Regions from separate parts of the Mus musculus genome. Here region 2 is linked to region 1. A link is a contact called in public Micro-C data. All regions are on one chromosome and are shown on one strand. The core of a region is the stretch at or near the end of the contact, and the rest is flanking DNA. Distances in the headings are between cores, read along the strand shown.

What was found. A called contact is a pair of places that touch in the nucleus more often than the background predicts.
Region 2: a contact with region 1 is called in a Micro-C map of embryonic stem cells, with 1.7 times the contacts expected there. The contact joins the promoter of Cd164l2 here to the promoter of Themis2 in region 1. A contact is called at or near these places in 1 of 39 promoter capture datasets (liver), 1 of 484 Hi-C or Micro-C datasets (embryonic stem cells) and 2 of 9 other capture datasets (adipose tissue and embryonic stem cells).

Annotation. Positions count from the first base shown.
Region 1 is chr4:132,793,973-132,799,210 of GRCm38.p6, reverse strand. It overlaps Themis2 (thymocyte selection associated family member 2), which reads left to right and starts at 2,847. Exons shown (of 6, transcript NM_001033308.2): 1 at 2,847-2,951. The coding sequence starts at 2,858.
Region 2 is chr4:133,218,451-133,223,688 of GRCm38.p6, reverse strand. It overlaps Cd164l2 (CD164 sialomucin-like 2), which reads right to left and starts at 2,880. Exons shown (of 6, transcript NM_027152.1): 1 at 2,622-2,880; 2 at 2,085-2,246; 3 at 1,913-1,984; 4 at 1,476-1,520; 5 at 1-86. The coding sequence starts at 2,709.

The DNA.
Region 1 (5,238 bases), core at 1,598-4,097:
ACAGAGAAACCCTGTCTCAAAGAAAACAAAATAAACAAATAAATAAATTAATAATAATAATAATAATAATAATAATAATAAGAATCTAGGGCTGGTGAGATGGCTCAGTGGGTAAGAGCACCCGACTGCTCTTCCGAAGGTCCAGAGTTCAAATCCCAGCAACCACATGGTGGCTCACAATCATCCTTAATGCAATCTGATGCCCTCTTCTGGAGTATCTGAGGACAGCTACAGTGTACTTACATATAATAAATAAATAAATCTTTAAAAAAAAAAGAATAAGAATATAAAGACAACAGGAGGGGGCTGGAGAGATGGCTCAGCAGGTAAGAGCACTGACTGCTCCACCGAAGGTCCCGAGTTCAAATCCCAGCAACACATGGTGGCTCACAACCACCTGTAATGAGATTTGATGCCCTCTTCTAGTGTGTCTGGAGATGGCAACAGTGTAATAATATAATATTATCTATAATAATAAATAAATCTTTTTTTTTTCGAGACAGGGTTTATCTATATAGCCCTGGCTGTCCTGGAACTCACTTTGTAGACCAGGCTGGCCTCGAATACAGAAATCTGCCTGCCTCTGCCTCCTGAGTGCTGGGATTAAAGGCATGAGCCACCATGCCCGGCTATAATAAGTAAATCTTAAAAAAAAAAAAAAAGACAACAGGATAAGCCCCCAGAAATCCTGTGTTCTCAGCTTCACAGTTCCCTAAGCATCCCTGAGTGCAGGAGCCTCCTCCCTTCCTCCGCCTTCTTTGTTTTCCCTTCCTCCCTTTCTTCCTTCCTCTCCTCCTCTCTTGTGCTCCCTCATCGTTTCATCCCCCTCCCTGCCTCTCCTCTTCCACCCCTGCAGTAGTGCTGTGAAGATGGAGGTATTCCTGGTGATCTCCTCCATGTCCAGTGACCCTTGGTGAGCTGTTCACAGTACCTGTTAATATGAAAAATATTCAATCCATCATGGAAAGGTCTAGAAAACAGTTGAGAGACAGTAGACAGCCCTTCACCACCAGGGTTCCCTGGAGCCATGAGAACTTCTGTTTTTCTACTTACACATTTTTTTTTTCAGCCACAAGGAAGTCAGTTTCCATTTCATCTTATTTCCGAAAACAGAAGACAAGGCATTAGGAGAAACTGCATTCCGTTTTTAAGCTAGGCTCTCATGACGACCATGTTCTTTGTAACCCAGGGATGACTTGAATCCTGAGCCTCTCAAGTGCTGGGATCACAGCCTGTGCCACGGCACCATTTTTACTTACCTATATCAGAGGACTTGAGTGTCCTAGAGAGATCGGTAGCCATCTCTGCATCACTAGAGGTGTCCAGACAGAGGTGTATCTGGGGATAGACAAGGCATGTCTTCTTCCTCAGACCCAAAGGGTAAGGGTGTGTATGTCCTAAGAGACCCCAACTACACTAGGGAGCTGTGTACCTTGTTTGAACTTGGAGTACTGTGGAAGAGGCATCTGGGGGCACATCTCAGCTGGGGAAGTGGGATCGTTTTTATCTGTTCAACATCTTCATGGTCTGAGGTAGTTAAATGGTACATGCCTGTTATTCCAGAACCTGGCAGGAGGAGGCATCAAGAGCATCAGGAGTCTAAGGAAGCCATTCTCAGCTACACAGTGGATTATGTGAAATCCTGCCTCAAAAACCCAAAACAAGGCAGAGGATGCAGCTCACTTAGTAGAGTGTTTGCTTTGAATCCATGAAGCCCTAGGTTTAGTCCTCAGCATCTAATAAAGTGTGTGTGACCACACTCATTTTAGATGGTGGAAGAAGGAAGATCAGAAGTTCAAGGTCATCTTCAGCTACACAGTAATTTAAGTACAATTTGTGCTAAGGGATACTCTCTCTGTCTGTCTCTGTCTCGGGTCTGTCTCTATGTCTCTGTGTCTGTGTCTGTGTCTCTGTGTCTCTGTGTCTTTGTCTCTCTGTGTCTCTGTCTCTCTCTCTGTCTCTCTCTCTCTCTCACACACACACACACACATACATACACACACACACACACACACACACACACACACACACACACACACACCAGACCTCTGGGTATCAAATTATCAAGTCTTGCCAGGTGTAACTGCACACGCCTTTAATCCCAGCACTCAGGAGGCAGAGGCAGGCGGATTTCTGACTTCGAGGCCAGCCTGGTCTACAAAGTGAGTTCCAGGACAGCCAGGGCTATACAGAGAAACCCTGTCTCAAAAAAAAAAAAAAAAAAAATTATCAAGTCTTGATGTTAGATCTGTTCGATGGAGCCAAGTAAAGAAAGGTGTGGGAATTGTCCTGGTTGTTCTTTGGTCAATTTGACCCAAGTTAGAATTATCTGGGAACCTCTGTTGAGAAATGCCTCCATCAGACTGCTTGTAGGCAAGCCTGTAGTGCATTTTCTCCACTTATGATTGGTGTGGGTGGGCCCAGCCCATAGGGTGTAGGTAGTGCCAACCCTGGGCAGGTGGTCCTGAGTTGTGTAAGAAAGCAAACTGAGCAAACCAGTAAGCTGTGTTTCTTTATGGCTTGTACCAGTCCCAGTCCCTTTATCTCTCTCTATCTGTCCGGAGTTTCTGTTCTGACTAACCTCTGTGATCCCAGAGTTGTAAGATAATAAACCCTTCCCTCCCCAAGTTGCTTTTGGTCATGGTGTTTTATCACATTAGAAACCTTAAGAAAAGATTCAATTTTAGAGATGAAGAGACAGGTCAGGGGAAATAAAGTCCCCATTCAAGAGTTCGGGGCGCTTCAGAGAACCCTGTAGGGCTCCCGACCTGAGGGGCGTGGCCTCGGTGGGCGTGGCTTCCGGACTGTCCTCTGCAAGCTGCCGATCAGTCTGAGCAAATCTAGTCGGAACGCGACCATGGAGCCGGTGCCGCTGCAGGACTTTGTGAGCGGCCTGGACCCCACCTCCCTTCCGCGCGTGCTGCGGGTCTGCTCCGGAGTCTACTTTGAGGGTGAGCGGGCTCTGGGTGGAAGGAGCTAGGTATGATGGGTCATGCCTGTAATGCCAACACTGGGGAGCTGTGGCGGGAGGATGAGTTCGAAGCTAGCCTGTTCTATAAAGTGATTGCAGGTCAGTTTGGGCTACAGAGTTAGACCCTGAGGGATCTGGGGTTGAGTTCAGACGCTGCTGTCCGAAGTTTTATGAATCCGCACCAAAAGGCGCCACCTCCCTGCTCTTCAGCTTTTGTCCCATGGGTGATGAGAAGTCCTGAGTTTAACTCAGGCTTTTTCTCAACTGAGGCTCCTCGGTAATGCTAACAGAAATTGTGTGGCAGCTAGGCAGGAGCGATCTGAACAGCCTAGGAAATCCTGTCTCAAGCAACAAGAACAATTATAACAATAAATGGACAAATAAGTGGGGATAACTCGTCCATCGTTTCAGACAGGCACTAGGGTGCTCACTGTCGTTATTGGGGTTGTTCTGAGAGGACCTTGTTTTGTAGCCCAGGCTGGCCTTAAGTTTGCAGCGATCCGTCTGCCTCTGCCTGAATTTGCCATGCCTGGTTCACTGTTCATTTTTCTTTCTTGCTCCCTCCCTCCGTTCTCTTTTATTATCTTCTTTCCCTTTCTGCAAGGATCCAACCCAGGACCCTGAGCTCTCACCACTAAGATATATTCCAGTTCGTTATTTTAGCACCAGATCAGCCCTCCCGCTGAACTCTCTGCTCCTTGCCTCTGAGTCTCTCTGTTCCTCTGCTGGATTCTCAGATGGAGTGGTCCTCCTACCAGGGGGATCCTTCCCCGCTTTTTGCCTGTACATTTGCTCCTTGCCCATGGCTTTCCGCAACCCATAGCAGAGAAGAGATGGCCATATCAGGACACAGCCACCAGTTACTGGCCAAATAACATGTGACCAGGGACTGACCACTTGGGTAAGGGAGGGAAGAAAAGGGACCGACCGGGCTGCTCTGTGGAGGGCAGAGGCGAGAGTGGAGGGAGATGCTGAGATTCAGGGCTCCTCCCTCAGACAGCAAGCTGTCTCATGGATGCCTGCTTCATTCTACTCCCTGGAGTGAGCGAGCCAGGCTCTGCCACAGCAGCTGCCAGCAAAGTGTTCTGATGGCCAAGCGGGTTATAGACTGACCTAGGAGGATCACACAAGGGCCACCACAGTGAGTCTCTCTGGTCCATCGGAATCTGATGGGTCCCTGAAGTGGGACTCTGGGAGCCTGGTCATTCTTTTCTCCAGCTCAGAACATCCTCCCAGCGTCTCTTGCTTACCTGTGTCACAATACCCGAGTTTCCTCATCTGCTATGACCTGGGGTGATGGGAAGTGGAAGGACTTGGGGTGACGTGAGGACAGACGGATGTCACAGAGTGTCGGTATGCAAATGAGGTGAACGGGAAGGTAGATGACCCTATGGGGCAAGGTGTGGTAGAATTCCTGACCACATGGGATTCCAGTTTTGGAGGTTGATACCCCATGTTCTGCCTCCAGCCACCCTCACCTCCCCCTCCTCCCACCCCCACATTACCTGCCCTGCTGCAGATGGGACCTGGGCCATCTTACATCCTAGACTACTAACACTCTAGCTAGTTCTTAGCTAAGATCCTTAGCATTTTTCTTTCTTTCCGTTTAAGACAAATTCTTCTTGTGTAGTTCAGACTTCTCCAGAGTAAGAGTTCTGTGGTTACAGATATGTACCACCACAGCTGGTCTTCCGAGCCTTTGTTTACATTGATTGACTGATTGATTGATTGATTGATGGGGGGGCACGCATGTGTCACGGTATGAATGTGAAGGTCACAGGACTTTTGTTTTCTTCTTCCTCCACCATGTGGGACTTAGGAAGGGAAGGGTCTTTACGATATCTTGCTGGCTCTTTTCTGTTCATTTTGAGGCTGACCCGGCACTCCCTGTTCAGCCAAGGGTGAGCCTGAGTTCCTACCCTTCCTCTTTACCAATCATTGGAGGAGCTGACGCCACCTCTCTGAGCTATCACTTTTAGGAAGGAGAAACTGCTGTTGATATTTTTTTAGAAAAGGGAAACTGCTGGCCCGTTCCGGAAGGGCAGTCACGCGTCCTCAGGGCAGTGAAGTGCCAGTCACACTCAGCACAGGGCCAGGTATATATAACTCCATGGCTAACAAGCTCCTCTTCTTCGAGGTCCACCTCCGAGCAACTGTGTGCACTTTCCTGAGGGGTTAGGTTGAGGTTGACACCAGTTTCTCCTGACCCTGTGAGCAGCTCTCCAAAAGCTCTCCCTGGGAGAGGGGCTCCAGGTGGTCAAAAGGTC
Region 2 (5,238 bases), core at 1,631-4,130, 420 kb before region 1:
TTGCAGGCTCAGTACCAGCACGATGCCCCCAATGAAGCTAGCTCCATCAAAACCTGGGCTGTGGTCTTCAGGGATGGGGGGACTCCCTGCAGAATGAGGCAGAGTGGAGGTCACAACAGGCCACGGAGATCCCAGACTCATCCCTCAACTGATGCCTTGAGGCTTGAAGCCCTCAAGACCCTGGCCTAGGCTAACATGCTCTGGAGTCCAATTAGGGCCTGGGAGATGCAGTTGAGTGGTGAGGCCCTCTTAGCTTGTGTAGTGAGGCCTTAGGTTCAGTCCCTACAGTAACACACACACACACACACACACACACACACACACACCCTCTCTGTGCCTCCTGGTTACATGGGACCAACAGTGACCAAGTGCTCCTGTACCCTCCCTGTCCCTTATTAGCTCAGTAGAGGAAGGATGGACCTGAAGCTCAGCCACCAGACCCCCTTCCAGCTAAGGGCTTGAAGCACAGATGAAACGGGCACAGTCCTTTGGACTTCTAAGCTTGGAATCGTCACCAAGAAAGGAAGGACCAGAGGAAAGGCCAGCACCCGACCGACTGAGCAGGCAGGTGAACACTATGGGCCAGACCTGGCTGGCTTCCTGCCCTTCCCCTTTTGTAGGGCAGGGTCACAGCGCTGCAGTCGGTAGTCTAGGCGTCAGTGGTTACCAGCTGTACCACATTACCCATCAATTCTGACCAGGGATTTGATTTCAGGCCCTGGGCCAGGTGCCCAGGGCAGGAAACCACTGGGGAGGGGAAAATCATTCTGGGACAATGGACAAGGGGCCCGAATGGGAACAGGGTCCCCTTTCCCGAGGACATGGACGGTACAGAATCTAAGAACAGGAAATGGAAGGATGGCTGTGCTGGCTGAGGCCGAGAGCTGCAGAGGAGGGTGCTGGGGGCAGAGGAGAGAAAGGGAAGCTGTGAGCTGGGCACGGCAGATCTGGGGCTCAGGCTGAGGGAGCTGAGCCATCAATAATTTATTCCTTAAGATCAGTTTCCGGCTTTAATTAACCAAGAGCCTCTTCAGCCATCCTGACTAAGTTTAGTGACCTCCAGGCCTCGGAGCGGGAGTGCGGGGACCTAGAGACAGATGGGGTTCCTTCCCAGCTCTGCTGGGAACCCACTGTGGAGACCTCAGCTTGCAGCGGGTGGTCAAGGAGGGCAACTGAAGCCACACCTCCTCAGCTCTGGAGGGGGGTCACCCTGAGTTCCCAGAACCGGTGGGGAGGGAAGCTGCCCTTTTCTGACTGCTTTCGATGTGTCAGATGCTTAATGGGCCTTCCACAGACTCAGAAGCCCTTGTGGCACTGGGAGGCAAGAATCCATCCAACCCACCTGCCAGGTGTCAAAACGCACTGGGAGAGAACTCGGAGGACTGAGGTCATGGGGCCTGCGTGTCAGTGCCCGTGCCTCAAGCTGCCTCTCCCTCTACAGCTGCCCTGTCCCCATTCCCCGGGGAGGACCCTACCTGTGGTACTTGGCTTCGGTTCCTCTGTGGAATGATGATGGGAAGCTGAGGAGACAGGGCATCCACAATAAACCCCCTCTCCTTGCTATCAGGAAACCCAATCCCGAGCCTGGGCCAGTAGCTGGACCCACTTCCGATCACACCCCTGCCCCATTTAAGGCTGGTCAGCCCGTCTCCGCCCCTAGCTGTGCTCTATCTACAAGACTGGTCTCTAATGTCACTTGCTTCAGGAAGACCCCGCCACTCCAAAGACCTCCTCAGCAGAGGGTGCTAGCTCCCACAAGCTCCTGGGCATGCTGGACCAAATTATAGGCTAAGATACCAGCCAGGGCATATACATCGAACGGTTCCTGGCCGAGAAGCCAACAGTTCGTGGGTGCAGTCTACTTCCTGAGAGATTGTGGCTGGGGACACCTCACTCTCCTCCCTTAGCTTACCTGGGCATGACTCTGAGTGGTTATAGATTGAGCAACCCTCCTTGACCACTTCAGCTTGGGCCACACAGTGTCCTGGTGGGAGAAGAAACAGAGAAGAGGTTTGGAGAGAAAGTTGAGAGTGGTGGTGCCATATAGACAAGAGGATGTTCCCAAGGAGGGCTCAACTACATACCTGGCTCCTCTGGCCCACATTGCTGCCAGACACAAATGGAGAAGTTGTGGGCTCTGTCCACACAGTGTTCACAGTGTCCCAGGTGTTTGCAGCCCCCTTGGGTAGTAGGCCAAACGTTCAGGCGGAGCAGGGCTCCCCGACCAAAGCCACGAGCTCCTTTACCTGGGTGTCGGGGGGTGCAAATGGGCAGAAAGCGGCAGAAAGCCAGGTGCCAAGCTGCAATACATCTCCCACTACAGCGACTCACACCTCCGCACAGGTCTGGAGCTCCCCCCAGCCCTGCTTAAACTCACCGAGCTGCCCTCCCCCAACCTCTTTCCATACACACTCCTGAAGTTCCTCCTCCACACTCAGCTAAGTCTCCTAGTCCCCCACACTTGGAACCTCTAAATAGGCACTAAGGTCTCAACACACCCCTGGAGTCCTGCAGAGGTCGAAAACGTTCCCTCTCACAAGCCTACTGTGCTGGAAGAAGAAGCTAAAGTGAGCTACACCTTCACCTGCCTGGGCCCCTGGTCAGATCCTGCTCAGCATTACCAGCTAGAACCAGCTGGGCACACAGGAGAAGGCAACAACAACCGCCGCAGAGAGCAGCACGCAAGGCGCGGGGTCCGGGTGCGGCCATGAGCGCGGGGGCCGGGACTGGGGGTCGGCGGACAGCTGGTGTGGCGCGTCCTTTCTTGACTACACTCGCCCGGCTAGCCAGAGCCAAACCTGGGCAGCGGGGGCGTGGCCAGGCTGGAGCGTGGTTGCCTTGTGGGCGTGGCTAGAGGCCGAGACCTCTGGGAGGGTCCAGGTAGAGCCCCGCTCTGCTGTGCGATTTAAGGCGGGGCCTGAACAAAAGGGATGGGTTTAAGACTCATGTCACCTGGTCCCTGAGGGGCAGCTTCAAGGCGGGAGGATCTCTGTGAGAACAGGCCTTGTCAACATAGCTACTATGTTTTGGTGAGTTTTTAGGGAATCACTTGTGTAGCTCTGGCTGTCCCGGAACTCATTATTGTAGAGCAGAGCTGAGATTAAAGGCCTATGCCATCACCTAACTCGACCTATGGGCCGGGACCCCCCTTAGGTGAGCCTCTATTTCAAAAACATTATTTACATTATGATTCACGACAGTAGCAAAATTACAAAATAATTTTATGGTTGGGAGGTCACCACAAGATGCATTAAAGGGTCCCAGCGTTAAGGAGGTTGAGAGCCCACTTTAAACCCTAAAGACTTTTTTTTTTTTTTTTTTTTTTTTTGGTTAGGATTTATTTGTTCATTTTATGTATATGAGTACACTGTAGCTGCCTTGAGACACACCAGAAGAGGGCATCAGATCCCATTACAGATGGTTGTGAGCCACCATGTGAGTGCTGGGAATTGAACTCAGGAGCTCTGGGAGAGCAGCCAGTGCTCTAACCTCTGAGCCATCTCTCCAAGATGAGAGATGTTTTTAACCCTGTCTCACAGGTGAGGCGAGTGAGCAGTCTGAACCCACAGTGGTAAATTTGGAACTCCATTCTGGCTACACCTGTGGCTGGCTATTCCCAGCTGTGGGGACACCATACCCTGTCCTGCCTTCCAGCTCATCACATCCCTGGGTCCTAAGTGGTGCCATTACTAGATCACTGAGCCTTTGGGGGATCTGCCTCCTGGTCACTCTCCTGTCCTGGCACAGCCGATTCTCAGTCCCTTTTCAGATATCTCCCTTTCCTCTGCCAACTTCTTAATCAGGTGTGGCCCTCTTAGCCCTGAGCCTTAGTCTGCCCTCTCCTGCAATCATCTTGGCTATTCTTCTGCTGTCAGGTCCCACTTAAAAGCCATTGAGTAAGGCGAGGGATGTGGTTCATTTGGTAGGATGCTTGGCTGGAGTGCCTAGCCCAGGCTTCATCCCTAGCACTAACCAGCCTGGTAGCTTGTGCAGTCCCAGCGCTTGGGTGGTAGAAACAGAAGACTTAGAAGTTCAAGGTTGATCTTTGCTACAGAGAGAGTTAGAGCCAACCTAGGCTAAAGAACCCTTGCCTTAAAACCGGGGAGGTGGGGGAAAGGTGTTAACCTGGCAGAGTGACACATTCCTTTAATCCCAGCACTCCAGAGACAGAGATAGTCAGATCTCTGTGAATTTTGGGGACAGCCTGATCTACACAGGAAGTTCCAGGATAGCCAGGATGACAGCGAGACCATGCCTCAAAACAACAAGGAGGTGTGTGTGTGGGGTGAGGGGGAGCTGGAGAGATTGCATAGTAATGAGAAGCACTGGCTGCTCTTCCAAATCTACGTTTGATTCTAGGTCCACAGGGTGGCCACAAATACCTGTAACTCTAGTTCCAGGGGATCCAGCATGACCCTCTGGTCTCCACAGACACCAGGCATGAAAGCGGTACACAGACATATATTCAGGCAAAATATCCACTCATATACATTAAAATAATAATATTATTATTATTACCAAAGGAGCAGATATCTGTCACCCAGTACTTGGGAGGCTGGGGCAGGAGGGTTGTAGATTTTAAGCCAACTTGGGCTACATCAATGAGACCCTGTCCCGCACCTTTCCAAACAAGGGCTGGAGATATAGCTCAGCAATAAAGCACTTGCTTAGCATTGCATGGCCCTGAATTTGAACCTCATAGCAACAACAGTAGCCAAGAAATCTCTAAATCTCCACCTCCACACCAGTCCCGGCTACCGCAGCTACCACACCCATAACTGAAAATCAGCACCCCTCCCACTTTTAATTAAAAAGTAAAATTTTACTTTGTTATAGGGATACAAGTGTTAAGTCTGCATTTATGTCTATGCACCATGTATGCACCTGGTGCCCTCAGAGGCCAGAAGAGGGTACTGGGTCCCCTGGAAGTGGAGTTATGGAAGATTAGCTGGACATGGTAGCACACGCCTTCAATCCAAACATGTGAGAAGGACACAGATCTCTATCTCTGCGGCCAGCCTGGTCTCCATAGAAAGTTCCAAGACAGCTACATAGAGAAATCTGTCTCAAAACAGCAGCAAAAAAATTTATAAAGGGGGTGTGAAAAAAAGGGGGGTGTGAGCCTTTGTGTGGGTGTTGGGGATCAATTCTGACTCCTTGGGAAGAGTAACCATTGCTCTTAATCACAGAGTCAACTCTCCAGCCCCCATAACCCCCTCCTACCATGGAGATGTAAAA